2 separate regions of the Mus musculus genome follow, and region 2 is linked to region 1. A link is a contact called in public promoter capture Hi-C data. All regions are on one chromosome and are shown on one strand. The core of a region is the stretch at or near the end of the contact, and the rest is flanking DNA. Distances in the headings are between cores, read along the strand shown.

Region 1 (7,690 bases), core at 1,407-3,906:
TCGAGGGCATGGGGTAGGGGTACTTGATAAAGATGTGTCCCTTAGTGCTGAACAGTCTGATGCAGCTTCTTAACACTTAGACCACTGTCTGCATTGACTACTGCCCACTGCCCCCCAAGCCCCCCAAGTTCTGTAATCAATGTCAAAAGCTCTGCCCTCACTCATGGTATTCACATAAATATTTAGAAGGCAATTTGACAGATGTCCTGACTATTTGGCAAAATAGCCACAACACATTCTATCTCAGGGCCAGAGACTTTCTAAGCCATGTGTGGACTTTTGACACAGGATTGCTCTACCACACACAAAATTCTCTCCTGTGGAGAGCACATCAAATCTAATCAAAAAGTGCCTAGTTATTCCATAATATCTGTTTCACTATTGAACTAATGGGCACCACTTACATGGAATGTTGGTATTGTTTCATGTAAAGACCAGCTCTGAATAAGACCAGTAATATCTTTTCTCCATTAATCTCACACACCACCCCAGGCCTGTGTAGCACTTTCCAGCACTTATGAAAGTTAGCCAATAAGGAAGAGAGTTCCTGGTTGGTTTCAAATTGGTTTATACATGTCAGCCCCCACTGTTCAGCAGCTTCCATGGGCTGACTCTGTGGAAGCTCTTCCTAGGTAGTTGCCTTCCACGGTTAGAAACTCCATTGGCTTTTGGAGCTTAGGCTCAGTTTTTCTTTTTTTCTCCCTCCCTCCCTCCCTCCCTCCGTCTTTCTTTCTTTCTTTCTTTCTTTCTTTCTTTCTTTCTTTCTTTCTTTCTTTCTTTCTTTCTTTCTTTCTTTCTTTCTTTCCCTCTTTCTTTCTTTCTTTCTTTCTTTCTTTCTTTCTTTCTTTCTTTCCACAACAGGGTTTCTCTATGTAGCCCTGGCTGTCCTGGAACTCACTTTGTAGACCAGGCTGGCCTCGAACTCAGAAATCTACCTGCCTCTGCCTCCCGAGGTCTGGGATTAAAGGCGTGCATGTGCCTCCGCCACCTGACAGGCTCAATTTGTCTAAAGAATGGCATTTTCACAGTTAGTACCTTTGGTGAGTGGGATCTTGCCCTCAGGGTAGTTTGCTACTGTATATCCGGAGCAGGAAGTTTCTCTTTAAAGGGTGCTAATTCCTTATCAGTTATAGACCTTCATCATTCATACTCCCATGGCTCAAGCTTTAAGCTTGCTCACACAGCCTGCCTTGGGAAACCACCTCTTGTAATGTCTTTGTTCTCTACTTGTTACTGCCTGACACTGTAGATCTGAATGAGATCCGTGAGCAAGAATCACAATGTAGCCTTACAGTTGGCTTGCCGTCATATTTCCTCGGCCCATGGAAGAGACTGTTGCTTTTGAAGTCAGCCCTGGGCTTTTGAGAGGCAGAACACAGCTGGACTCTATGCAGGAATATCATCCAAATGGCTTCGAGGCCAGTTCTCACAGGCTCGCTGAAACCTTGGGCTGGGCTTTCAGTTTACAAACAACAGCACCACACACACACACTCACACACACACACACACACTCACACACACGGAGAAAGGAACTATTGTGGCTTACATTTACAGAGAGATTTTGTTCATCGTGGCGGGAAGTGTAAGGCATCAGAAAGGAAAGCAGGGAGCCAGCAACAGCAGCTTGTTCCTCCACATTGCCTTTGAACTCAGGAAGAGGAGGGTGGGCAGGCATAAAGACTTGGTTCTGTGTCATGGTTCCTGCTCAGATTGTCATGTCACACTGTGGCGTAGGATCACAGGAATTAGTCCACTCCTGTGCAGCTATATGCATGGAGATTACAGCCAAAGGCAGTAAAGGGAAGCAAGGGAAAATTTGGCAGAAAAGCCACAGATGTGTCTTTTAATAAACACATTTTGTATTTTCAGTACAAAGGTACAAAACGAAAGTCCTGAAATTAGAAGCTGTAGAATACGGCCTCATACGATGAGGTATTAAAAGCTAAAATCCCCACATTAGGCAGTAGCTGAATTCCTCTGTGAAAAGTGCCATCATTTCAGAGGTAATCTTCCATACCCTCAGTGATGAGGTCTCTAGAGCTATTATTATTATTATTATTATTATTATTATTATTATTTGGTGTTGGCGATGGGGGGTCTCACTTTACAGTTCTGGTTAAACTGGGATCCTCCTGCCCTTGCCTCCTGACTGTTGGGATTAAAGGTGTTTGCCACTATCTCTACCTGATGTAATTATTAAGTGCCTAAGGATCTCTAGGTTTCTTTTTTTCCCTCTTAGAAAAAAACCAATCTATATGAGACTTTGTAAAGCAAAGAGTTGCTCTTCCCTCTGGTTATGGTGAGTCTCTCTTTTTCAGTCGGTTACTCAGATGCTTACAGCTTACCTGTCACGCCTTTCAACTATCGCTGGCAACAAGATCAACTGTGGGCCTGCCCTTACCTGGATGGAGGTATCTGTCTGATCAGCTCTGATGAAATCTTATTCTAAAATTATTTGCTTAAGGCATTTATTAGTAATTTGATTATAGATGAGTTTCACAAATAAAGAAACAAAGAATGTACTCATAATCCAGGAGGATTGGTAACTGATATTTTTAATTTTAACCTGAATGCGTATGGGTGTTTTACCTCCATGAATGTCTGTGTGCTCTTTATGTGCCTGCTGCCCCAAATGGCCACAAGAGGGCTTCAGATGCCCTGGACCTGAAGTTATACATGGTATGAGCCACCCTGTGGCTCTGGGAATCAGTTCTTCTAAGAGCAGCCACTGCTCTTAAATGCTGAGTCATCTCTCCAGAGTGACTGGATTTTTGGATAGAAAATCTTTCTCTTTATTTTTCAAAAAAATAATTTTATCATCTCTATAAATCTGGAGATTGTTAGACATTGTTATACCTATTGTTATACATATACAGCGTAAGCTACTTGTTTTTTCATTTGCTTAATAATTGAAAATATTTTTTAGTAATTTATGAGCCAATAAACCACCCTTTTAAAGGTACCAATTTGAGAATGCCTCAGGATATTTATTGTTAATTTGTGTATGTTAACTTGTGTATGTTAATTTGGGGATGTAAAGAATTATATATATTCTTTTCTCCCAGTAAAAGTTGAGACACTGCCAAGAGGGTAAGAGGAGCCAGGTCTACTTGCACTAAGACCATGACTTTGCCATTATTGCTTGAGTGATCTTAGTAAAGTAATTTAATTTCTCTAAAATTACATAACTTTCTCCAGGTTGTCTTCTTTACCTTTAGGTAAAGGTAATGATAGCACATTTTGGGATTATGAGAGTTAAATTAAGTCGTATACATTATATGCACAGCATACTTACTGCCCTATATTAGCTACCTAATAAGTGATAGGGTTTTAAAGGGTTTTGCTACATTTTGGGGGTGGGGCATGTTAGAGCCCATGTGGATGTTAGAAGACAACTTTTAGCAGTTGCTTCTCTCCTTTAACTAGGTGGGTCCAAAGGGATCCGGCTTACCTCATCAGGCTTGTTGCATTTGTTTACCTGCTGAGCTGTCTTGCTGTTCCCAAAAATGACAGTTTATTTTAAAAGACTTTTGGGGCTTACCACCTGTCTAAATTGAGTTTTTATTTGTGGATAGACAGATCCGTGTCTTTGGACACTCCATGGTGCTTGATTTTTATTGTAGATCGACAATAAGGGAAACCATCTTCTAGTTCACGAGGAGTCGTCCATCAACACTCCTGCTGTCGGTGCTGCCCATGTTATCAAGCGCTACACCGCTCGGGCCCCTGATGAACTGACATTAGAGGTAAGCAGTTAGGCAGGCCTCACTGTTCTCTGGCCCTGCTACCTGTATAACCTGTCTCTAGCTGTTTTAAGAATTTATGTATTTAAAAAATAAATACAAGAGAGAGTAATGGAGGATGATTATGATCAGAGGGCACGGTATACATGCATGAAAATACAATGAAACCCAACAGTTTGTGCAGCCAGCACATGCTAATAAAAACTGAAAGACGAAGTAGAATGTTTAGATCAAAGTGTTTATCATGGGGATGGATGCAGAGTTTGAGCCTGCTGAGGGCTGAGGCATGTCTCTGATTTTCATGTTTATTCTCTGCATTTGTGAATGTTCTCGGTACAGTAAGTAACCAGTAAATGTGTGTTGACTGAGCAAATAAAAGAACAACAGTGCAACAGTTTTACGACGTCAAATGAGGACTGTTCTCAAACCAATTAGTGAAATGAGTGTAAGCATAAAACGACAGATGTCTGTACATGGACTGTAGTAGTAATAGTAATAGTAGCTGTAGCAGTAGCAATAGTAGTGCCCCCTCAGACACAGTCCCATCATTACAGCCATTGGCATTTTCCTTTCTTTCTTTTGATTCTTACTATGGAATTTTTTTGTACTGAAAAGTTACAATTTGTCATTAAATAAATCTCTGTTAAGACATTAATTTTAATGTCAGGCATTGTGGCTCATGCTTTTGGTCCCAGCAGTTGGGAGACAGACAGGCAGGTCTCTGAGTTTGAGGCCAGCATATCTATGTAGTGAATTCCAGGACATTTAGGACTACTTAGTCATACCTTCTACACTGATAGATAGATAGATAGATAGATAGATAGATAGATAGATAGAAAGAAATTCATGTTGAAATGCTTCATTATAAAGTATCAAATTATTAAACATTTAAAAACAGAGGAAAATAAAAAACCATAGTTTCATCATTTCAGTACTTAATAATTTCTTTTTAAGTTTAATTCTTTTTAAATATTTTTATTTATTTTAAAGACTCTGAGAATTTCACACATGTCTACAGAGATACTAATCCTATCCATTTCTTCCCTTTGCCTCCTCTGCAGTCCTCCCCAACACTCCTCCTCAGTGATGCCATGTTCTCTTTCGTAGAACCCGGTTAGGTCCAATTACTGCTGGCCATATGTGCATTTTCTTTGAGTAAAGAATATAGGTTCTGTTAGATATATAATAGAAAAGTCTGTGTTTATGATTTGTTCGTTTGTACAAACCTACACAATTGCCTTTTACAATGAAGAGCCTACTCTTTTAGTGGAGTGTAAGTGTCATCTGCTGATGCAGGGTCATCAGGCTTTAAGTCACTATGCGCTCATCTCCAGCTTCTTCCACTGTGATGGAATCAGGTATATTAATTAGGTGCTCCATGTTGTGTTTGTATGTGCATGATAATCAGTATTAATAGATTTACTATTGTAAGTATGTGCATTTAATGCTGTCTTTTTGAGATAACTTTCATCTTTGATTATGGCAGCAAAAGCAACATTCAAAAGTTCCTTAAAGGGATGTCTTAGTAAAATGAAAGTACTGTTGACTCAGAAATTCACTGATCTACGTAATGCAAGCACCCTGGCTTTGCCATCCATCTAGGATTAGAGTGTATGTTGTTTGCCACACGATTTCATAGCTGTCAGTTTCCACCAGCATTACAAAAGGACACCGCACAAAGCTTACACTGATTACCTGTTCTTTGCACCATAGTAAAATAAAACCATCATGAATTGGAGAATGTGTTCTGCCAGAAGTGATGGTGATGCAGTGATACCTGGCTGAGAAATGATGCAGTACTTACAAATACTTGTTACTATTGCAAGGACCCAGATTCAGGTCCTAGAGCCTATGTGATGGTTCACAGCCATCGATAATTCCCGTTCCAGAGGACTTGTTGTCCTCTTCTGACCTCTGCAGGTACCAGATGCACACAAAGTTTGCATATAAACATACAAGTGTTTCCTCATATGCTGACGAATAAGTATGTCTTTAAAAACATATTGTGTTAAAATCTGGTTTTTCAAGTTTCCATGTCTGTTACCTGGAACAGTTTTGTCCTATTTAACTTTCAGTAGAATACCCTTTGGTAAAAGGTTAGATTATTAAAATTATCTTTAAACGACATATGGTTTCCTAAAATTTATTAAAGCATAAAGTAGTACTTTTTTATATACTACATATCATAATTATAGATATAACAATTGGCTTGAAATTTTGATTCTTGTAGGTGGGAGACATCGTTTCTGTTATTGACATGCCTCCCAAAGTATTAAGCACATGGTGGAGAGGCAAGCATGGATTTCAGGTAAGCAGCAAAAACACTGGATGTGGGAGAGTTCAGAGAACATTTTCTGTGTTCCTGTATTGTAGCTGTTCAAAAGCTGTGTTAGGAAACATCAGGAGTGTGGTTTGCAGTGGTGGGAAGATGTGGTGATGACAGTGTTAGCCTTGATTCCTGCATGTAGTAGTACTGTCCTGCCTTCCCCCTGCCTTCCCTTTCATTCTTCAGCTGGCTAGAGCCAGAGTTGGGGCAGTCTTGGGGCCGAGGACCAGGTTATCAGAGATATGGGTTTGCCTTGCTTCTAACAGTTTTAAATAATGATTCACATATATTTTCCATTACAGTTCTCTTAGTTTCATATTTTTCAATAAAAATGAGTATTACAGTGTATAATAGCTCAATAACAGTTGATGACAGAAGAATAGAATCAGAAGCTGTCTCCTTTAACTTTCCATATATGCTTCACAGTTTGAGACTTGACAGTGACGGCTTTTAGTAGCTCATAGCACTAGCCACTGAACTTACACTAATATTTATTTGACCTCATTTAATCTTTTAAAATTACTCAAAGTAGCCTCTGAAAATGTCTTAGAATTATATTTTTCATGTGCACCATGTAGGTTTTAGGTTTTTTGTTTTCTTTTGTTTTTGCAAGGGTCTTGTTACAGGTAGCTGTGGCTTCTTTATGAAACTGTTACAAAAAATATTATATAGAGTGTATAATACAGTTAGAGATGTGTTAGTTATGTAAAAATTCTGATTATTAGCTTTTTATGGAATGTGCATATTTGAGAGATTTGTACAGTTAACACAGTGCAGCATGAAGCTGACAGTGAGCTCTGGGCAGTCGGCTTGGCTCTTAGTCTATGCTACCTTGGGGATAGTTTTTGATGCTGTGTCTTTTCAAATGGAGACTACAGAACTGTATTTTATCTCATAGATTTGTCCTGAAGGTTAGGTGCGTGAACACGGAAATGTTAAGTGCTTATTATATCAGGCTTAGTGTATAGGCTGTTGTGCTCAATAAGTACTAGTCCTAATGTTGAAACTTAGCCGTCTTTACTTGAACATTGTAGCCTTCTCGTTTTCTTTAGAGCACAGCCAGCCATTTAATTTCTTAAGATCAGGAAGCAGTCCCTGTCCTGGTGCTGCACACCTTGTATGGGTAATCAGAGTTTTCTTTCTTCTGGTTTCTTCAGTGTGCTGAGTAATGAATGCTTTGCATGAAATATCAAGCTGGGTGGGAGTTAATGCTTGTCCCAGTGAGATGGCTTAGGAAGTAAGACGTTTACCGCCAAGCTTCTCAGCCTGAGTTCAGTCTCTGGGATGCAGAGGCTCAGCTTCCAAGTTAACCTGTCTCACACCCATTTGCCTGATGTGCATTCATGTGTGCTTGAGAGGGCCTAAGAAAAGAACTGATCAGAACCAAATTGACTTTAAAATAAACCCTGGTTTAGTCTTGGCATTACTGTCAGCTTTTTTTTCTATAGAGCTTAGATATGTTTCTTTTGGACTTGCATTTCATATTAAAGTCAGAAGTTCTGCTTATAGTTCTCACATTTCCTTTCAACATCTTGATTATAAGATTATAATCGTAGCAATTTTCTTTCATTTAAATAGTAAATACTTATTGAGTAGTAAAGACATACATTACTCTCCTCA
Region 2 (7,690 bases), core at 1,974-4,473, 160 kb after region 1:
TCTGTTGACAAGAATAGCCTCCTTATCAGAAAGTCAAGGTAGGCGGGACCAGATACCCAGGACAGCTACCCAGTCCCTCCCATTGCCTTTCCTCTGTCGGCTTTTAAAATAATCTAAAAGAAACCCACTTCCTAAATTGCTTTGGAAAAAAAATACATTCAGGCAAATTTATTCACATTTCTCCCAGTAATTCTTTGTATCTGAACTCTCATTCTCCTGTCTCTAGAGGGGAAGAAAAGGAAGACAAAGAGATGGGAAAATTTCTCCATGGCTGAGAAGTGTCTTAGTAGTCAGCTGCTGATGGGTCCCCTCAGAAACACTGCCTCTCAGTGACCAGTTAACACATAGTGGAAAGCTTAATCTAAAATGGCTACACTGCGCCACTCATGGATCCCTGCCCCCCGACTCAATTTTGCCCCATTGTCCTCCACCCGCAGTCTAAAATTCTGGTCAGTATTTGCTTGGAAAATACAGGCAAGCTTTAGCTAATGTTCTCTTAAATGGAAAACAACCCTGCCCAGATGACTACATTCGAAAGGCTCCAACAATAATGTATTCTTGGTGCGTGCTAGGTGATCAACTGGATGCTGAGCTGATTTTAAATAGTGTTCAGAAGTGGATGAAGTTTTCAGGCATTTGAACTTCCAGCATACCCTCTGGTGGCTTGGTCCCAGAAGGTATTCAGAGTCCCAGAATCTAAGGAGGGAGTGGGAACCGGAGACCAAGCCCACTGCTATGCAGATGACCACAGTAGCCTTAGAAGGCTCCTGAATTGAATTCATGGATCAGAAACCCAGTCATACACTTGTAAGGTCCCTTACAGAGGAACCTTGCAGCCTGTTCATCATGTACCATAAAGAGCAAGGCCAACAGGATACAGTCACAAGGATACCTTATTATATCCATGGGACCCATGAAAAGAGTGTTCTGAATGTCAGGATACAGAAAGCAGCCTCGGGGGAATATACACTGGGGAATCCTTCTGAGATCTGACTTATACAGAGTAGAAATCTCTGCTTTGGGACAGCTCTGGGCAGAAGGGATGACCAACTCCATCCATCTCCCGCCCTCCCTCCTGCCTTCTCCCCTCCCACAACTGACCTGCTTGCTAGATGGAGCATAGAACACACTCATTTTATGCTTAAAGCAGATGTGCTCTTAAGCAAGAAGTGCTGTTTCAGAGTGCCCGGCCAGCAGTAGGTAGCCATCTTGGAGAGGCGGTGGCAGAGTGGTGGGTGCTTTTGCTGTTGGGCAGCTAGGTGGTCAGCGTGGGGAAGATGGCTGGGTGCTGTTGGAGGATGAAGTTATCTCTGGGATGGCACCTCTTTCAGTGGTGATCTGATGCTGCCATGCTCCCAAGTACACCCTGTTCCCTAGGGCTCCCACTGGAAGCTGAGCCTTCCCCTGTAAGATAAGTATATCGGGGACTTACTCAAAAGTCTCTGATCCCAAGGAGTCTAGCTAAGCCTTTGATGGCACAGCCCAATTTAATCCTTTTATAAATCCCACAGCTCAGCTCACCTGCCAGAGCCTGGGAAACCCTGGGTTGGAACTCAAGACTGCATGCATGTAAAACAGACATGGTGGCTCATGCCTCTAATCCCAGCACTCCAGAGGTGGGCAGGTGTCTATGAAGTCAATCTGGTCTACATAGTGAGTTCTAGGCTAGCCAGGTCTGAATAGTGATAACCTGTGTCTCAAATAACAAAGGAGGTGGAGAGAGACTATTGCTAAGCAAAGGCATGGATCCCAGGAAGGTGGTATACCTTACAGGGTTAGTGTTTGGTAATAAGCTCTGGATTTGAAGCCAGGGGCTGGCAAGGACTGTGAAGATTAGAACCTCCCTTTAGAGCTCAGACATCCGTGTACTTTAGTTCCCTCTAGAAAGCAAGAAAACGTAGTTCTGCCCCACAGGTTAACTCCCAGGACCCCGTTCCAGCTCAACACCCCGGTTCTGTAAATATTAGCTGCTGTCCCCTGCTTCTCCGCAGGGATTCCCATGCTCGGTGGCCCAGGCAGCTTGCTTAGGAGAAAGAATAGCTACACTTTGGAGTCAGATACTGTGGAGACTCTCCCGTTGTAATCTCAGTTACTCACCCTCTCAGAGCTGCCATTTCTGTGCTGTGGGACAGGCTTGCTAGTCTCCGTTTAACTGAGAAGAGTCACAGTGAGCATTTGCATTCCCACTGTTTGCCTGGTGTTTGAAAGGTTCCCCTCGATAGCGCCCCGGGATCTTGGTATGGATGCTGGGCAGGCTAGAGTCTCCACTGCCTTTTGGGAATAGCCCATGAAATTTCGAGAAGCCAACACTGAACACTGCTCCACAGTCCCAGGCTAGAAACCCCCCTCCTAGTGGCCTGCCCTTGCGTTTAAAGGAGGCCCTGGCAGAATCAGGTGCTACAGAGCAGATCTCCAAGGAGAGCCACCATCAGGAAAATGCTATAGCTTGTCTTCCTCCACCTTTTATCTTTAACCCTTCTTTTGAACAATTGCAGAAATGTTTTCAAAAGAAGGAAAGCATACAGGTAGTGACCAATTCTGAGAAGACTGGTACCGCAAAGCAGTTAGATTAGAAAGCAGCTGGGGCAGAGAGTCTACAGTCCAGGGGGTCGCCCTACCCGACCATCTCTGCCCCCACCTGAAGCTGTTTCTGGGAGCAAGGTTCTCTCTATCTCCTCCCAAGGCCTGGCCAAGCAAGCCAAAGATGGAAGGTTTCAGTCCCGCAGGTATCCTGGTCTGGTTCTGGGAGCAGGGCGTTTATGGTCCTGGGGAGGCTGGACTCCTCATCTTGGGGAGGCCGGCAGCTAAGGCCAGCTTCAGTTTGTTGAACTTTGGACCACCGGATCTTGTTCCCATCCTGTCTCAACCCGACAGGCTCCGGTAGGGGAAAGCCTTCTTTTAGAACCACAGGACACCTAGTGAGGGTCCGGTTTGGGGAGTCGCTGGGCTGGGGGAGGGACGCGAGAGAAAGGAGACAACTTACTTGTAGCGCAGAGAGCTTCTCCGAACCCTTGGGGCTAACTTCTGGAGATCCTTCCAAGGCGGTGCAGGTGGCTCTCAGGGCTCTCCAGGGGATTCCCTAGCCTCAGGCATTGCCTACGGACGGGCAGACGCCCCGAGCCACTCTGGTGTCGCAGGTCCAGCTAGCAGAGGCGTCTAAACCTCCCGCCCCTTCACCGGTCTGCCTCGCCCTTCTATCTAGAGAGAACAGCGGGAGGCTCTCTGCTGTCCCTCTCCTCTCCGCCCTCCTCTCTTCTCCCTCCCCATCTCCTCCCGTCCCCCCGCCCCCCCTCCCGGGTTCTCCTCCCTCTGTCCCCCTACAATTGAATCTCTGGATAGAACGCGATTTAAAGGGCCACAGGCAAAGGAGAACCACAAAGAAAGGCAGCAATGGGAGAAATGCTTGCACAATGGGGTATATGGTGGAGATGGGTGGGGGCTGTTGGTATCGGGGGTCACAGTCACTTGGAAGGAGTCCGGTGCCGGACGCAGGGCCAGAGAGAGCGGGCAGCCTCCTCCCTACTCTCCTGCCCACTACTCCCCCTTCGCCACCTCCCTCCAAGACCTCCTTGTTGATGCTCCTGTGCTTCTGGCCACGCTTAAGCGAGGGTCAGAGACCTGCGCCACCAGATGTGTGTGAGAGCTTCCCGTGAATATGTGGGAAAGCTCACGTGTACATGTGTGTGTGTGATCGCCCGCGTGTGTAAGCGCCCCCGCACGTGTGTGAGCGCCCGCGTGCCTGTGTTTAGAGGGTGCGGAGGAGCAGACAGAAGAAACTCTTAGGGCAGAAAATTCAGGCTCAGAGCCTTGCAAGGGGAGGGGGGAACACCTGCTCAGTCATTCTGGGCACTTTGAGGGGGCTGTTGTCCGAACTTCCCTGCCTATCAAGAAGCCAGATGCAGCAGGTGGGGGACATTCCCCTGGAAGTCCGGAGTCACAGTCTAGGGGGGGACCTTAAGCTGTTACTGGGTCTGGCTCTTGAGACTGGGACCTGATTATAACTGAAGGGGAAAGTCTAGAGAAGGGAGAAGGGAAGTGGGTCTTTTGTTGGAGCATTCTGCTTAGGGTAGTCTATAGGTGAGTGGGAATGGCTATTCATTGAAATGGATATGGCCTTCCCTTGAAAGGCAAGTGAGACCTGAACCATCTTCAGGTAAGGGGGCTGGCCTTTCCTCCCACTCTCTACTTTCTTCTCTGTTCCCAAAAGTTCTTCTTGTAAAATATTAAAACTATAATGTCATTTCTGTTGCAACGTCCTATGTACATGTGTTGAAGGAAAAAGCTTTTCAATGATGGCATTAAAAGGCCCCCGGCCCCCGAACCCCCGTGTTTCCTCAAGGTTCCACCCACCTTCCAGTCCGTTGTACATTATTCTGTTTCTACTTCTCTGCATAGATCTCTTGAATGTATTTCATTTTCTGTGTGACAGCCTCCATGTACAGACCACATTGGCTGCTGCTCTGGGGGTCTGAATATCCTTCCTTCTGGGAATCCACTGTTAGTCTCTACCCCAGCCTAGGTCTTTCTCATTGCAGGCACAAACCCCACTCTCCCTCTTTTGTGGACTGTTCTTGGCTTTGAGCATAGAGGACTCTATTCTTCAATGAACCGTAGGAAAGACAGGAATGTCACTCACTGCACAGGGAGGGCTGCTGTCTGGGAGAGCCAGCACGTGGCTGTCTGCTGGTGCCTTCACTAGTCCCAACCTTAACATCTCTCTGTCTGTTACACAGTTTTTGGGGTTCAGCACCCAAAGGAGAGGGTTTATTCGGCTTCTGCCTCCACATTCACAGTCCATCACTGAAGGAAGTCAGGACAGGAGCTCAACATGACCAGAACCTGGACTCAGAAGCTGATGCAGAGGACATGAAAGGTGGTGCTTACCGGCTTGCTCATCATGGCTTGCTCAGTCTGACTTAATATAGAATCCAGGGGTGGGACTACCCACAGTGGGTTGGGCCCTCTGCCATCAGTCACTAACTAAGAAGATGCCCTACGGCCAGAGCTTAGGGAGTCATTCTCAAAGTTGAGGTCTCCTCCTTTCTGAAGACATTAATTAGCTTGTGTAAAGTTGCCATGAAACTAGCCAGCACAGCCATTAGGTGTTGGTTTAACGCTCAGTAGGGGGTCTTTAATTCTTTGGTTTCCTGGTTGTCAGGAGTAGCTGGGCTGTGTTGCTCTGAGAGCCAGCTATGCCCAACATGAAGCTTTTTGCTGAGTCTTGGCTTCGTGTTCCACCGTGTAGCAGCAGTGGCCTTTGGATTGCTACAGAGAGCATGGTGCTCTGTCTGCCTCGTGGTGGAACAAAGTAGAGCAGGAAGGTTCTGCTTCGACAGCATTCTCTCAAGGGTTGGGACCTTGAACCAGAGGCAGAACAATCGACGTCCAGTTTTTAGCCTAGGCCTGGATAATGAGAGGTAGTGGGTGGGATTTTTAGTCTCCACTGTTGTTCAGAAATGTAGGGTGGTCTGGGAGTTTCCAGCCCAAGTCTGCGAGAGAGCACAAATGGCATCTAAGGATAAATGACAAGACTGCTGGATGGCTTAGAACTACTTAGAACTACTTAGAGAGCCTGAAAGGTGCTAAGTGTGTCTTTCATTGTCTGGAAATTAATGAGGGCTACAGAAGGTAGCCGGCTGCTGTGGGTTATCACTGTTAATTAGCATGCAGACACACCTCCTCTGTCCTCTCTCATTTGCTTCTCTTTCTTTCTTTCATGAGCAGGGACTGAATTCCTAGTTAAAAAGTTTCTCTTTAGAATATGACACTTACAGGAAATTATTTTTTCACCTATTTATAGAAATTCCATTTGCATTTATGAGGCTAGTAATGTCTCATAAATATTTCCTGCCAGATAAAATATTAATTAAAAGAATTTGTTGAGTTATACTCTCAAGTCCTAACTAAATCTCTTTTAAGACAAATATTTTAAGTACTGTTTTCTTATGCTAGGAGGATCTCTCATCCATTCCCGTGTTTGTTAATAAGCCCTCCAGGAACAGTAGATATCAATCAATGAGGTTTTCCACGATATCTAATTAATAGTCAGCTGGCAACAATGCAACTTAAAAAAAATACTAAAAAATAGGCGTTGCTGATACAACTGCAGCTACTTACAGTAGTATCTCGTTTACCCTCAAGAATTAGCAACCTGAATTTTTTTCTGTTCTTATGGTTTCTTTATACTAAAATTGCACGCGCGCGCGTGTGCACACACACACAGTGTTCCAATCAGTGAACACTGGCCATGCACACAGCAGTCCCTCCTCACTCACTGTTAGACTTTCTCTAGTTTCAGTTCCCAGGAGGCAGCAGCCGTGGTTGGAATAAGCCAAGTGGGACATTTCAGAAATACTCAATTTATAAGTTTTAAATTGCATGTGATTCTGAGTAGCATAATAAAATGTCACACATCTTGTCCTGCCCTATCAAGGCACAGTGTGTCCACACTGTGTGAGAGACGGACTCACCTGGCATGTACTTGGCAACCAATGCTAATGTCAACCTGTCCCTACCTTATTTAATGATAGCTCCGAGGCAACACTGTAGCAATATAGGCTGCACAGACCCCACAGCCGTAGATTGATTCCTTTCAAGGAAACCGTAAAAGTTCCCAACTTTAGAAGAAAGAACTCTCATTAGCCCAAGGTTGCTACAGTTTCAAGAGTAAAAACAAAACTTCTGTCTGTGGAATTTCAAAGAAGAGGAGAGAAGTCTGCGCTAGCTTTCTTGTGGCATAAAGTGTACTGGTCACGGTGAGGAGACATCCCGTTGTGGTGGATCGGGACACTGTGTACTTGGCTTGGATGGAGAGGCCATGCATTTGTGCGTTTATGTGTAGGGAAAGTGGTAAGTGTTCAGTTATTCACTGGGGGCTGGGTGGGGCAGTGGTTAAGGGCAATCGTTGAGGCATTTCACACTCACCTGCAATGCGTGAGACACTTTGGTAGGTTCCTAAGAGAGGGTAAGAAGCATAATGGGAGCCTTGGATCAAAAACACCGCCTATAAAATTGGGAAGGTCAGCAGGTATCCAGGGAAAGTCAAATTCGCAACGTGGGTTTGAATTCCTCTTGGAGAGTTGGGTGATGGTGTGTAACTGCTAAGAATGCTAATGAAGTCCAGAGAGAGCAATCCAGCAACCAGCTGGGGCTGACTTCTGACTGCTGGCCTATGAAGAGTCTGGAACGGGGATTTTCACAGAAGAGAGTGCACGTGTGAACCAGATATGGCCAGGTGAGCTCCCTGGCGTCCAGGACTAGAAGTGTGTGGTGGCGGGAGGGAGGTGCTACAGGGATTTGGAGAGAGGACTGAAGGTAGAAGATTGTAATGATCTGACTGCCTACTATGCTCTACTCTGTTAGACGCTTCCTGTCAGTAATTGCCTGTCACTTTCTCAACAGCCTCTGAGGAACAGACTCGAAAGGAGAGAGTGCCCTTCCCGTGGGTGCAGTCAGAAACAATGTCTCCCAGCTCTTAGCAGAGCAGGTTTTCTAGAGTCATAGTTCTAATCGTTGTGGACTGACCTGTGTCCCAAACACTCAAGCTGAAAGTCTAGCCCCTGGTACCTTGGTAAGTGGCTGTATTTGGAGACAGGGCTTTTGAAGAATTAATTAAATCAGTGTGAGGAGATTGTGGCGAGCTCTAATCCAATTTGGCTTTTGCCTTTATAAAGAAAGGTCATTTGAACAC

The links. Promoter capture Hi-C pulls out the DNA fragments that hold promoters and counts their contacts.
Region 2: a contact with region 1 is called in a promoter capture Hi-C map of stem cell-derived epiblast-like cells, with 2.1 times the contacts expected there. The contact joins the promoter of Kcnj5 here to the enhancer-like site in region 1. A contact is called at or near these places in 4 of 39 promoter capture datasets (the HPC-7 cell line, hippocampal neurons, liver and 1 more), 9 of 484 Hi-C or Micro-C datasets (the HL-1 cell line, cortical neurons, embryonic stem cells and 2 more) and 2 of 9 other capture datasets (adipose tissue and pancreatic islet).

The regions. Positions count from the first base shown.
Region 1 is chr9:32,184,010-32,191,699 of GRCm38.p6, forward strand. It overlaps Arhgap32 (Rho GTPase activating protein 32), which reads left to right. Exons shown (of 23, transcript NM_001370958.1): 8 at 2,320-2,412; 9 at 3,625-3,747; 10 at 5,975-6,052. Among named protein-coding and RNA genes, the nearest start is that of Arhgap32, 160 kb to the left of the region's middle. Within about 2 kb of position 2,657, at least 17 of the 459 cell types and tissues checked have an H3K27ac peak or open chromatin away from gene starts, as enhancers often do. A contact at or near this core is called in embryonic stem cells and stem cell-derived epiblast-like cells, where this site is marked.
Region 2 is chr9:32,341,121-32,348,810 of GRCm38.p6, forward strand. Kcnj5 (potassium inwardly-rectifying channel, subfamily J, member 5) reads right to left here and starts at 3,224. Exons shown (of 4, transcript NM_010605.5): 1 at 2,984-3,224; 2 at 1,102-1,404. It overlaps Gm39317 (a long non-coding RNA gene), which reads left to right and starts at 6,353. Exons shown (of 5, transcript XR_870611.2): 1 at 6,353-7,234; 2 at 7,402-7,570; 3 at 7,674-7,690.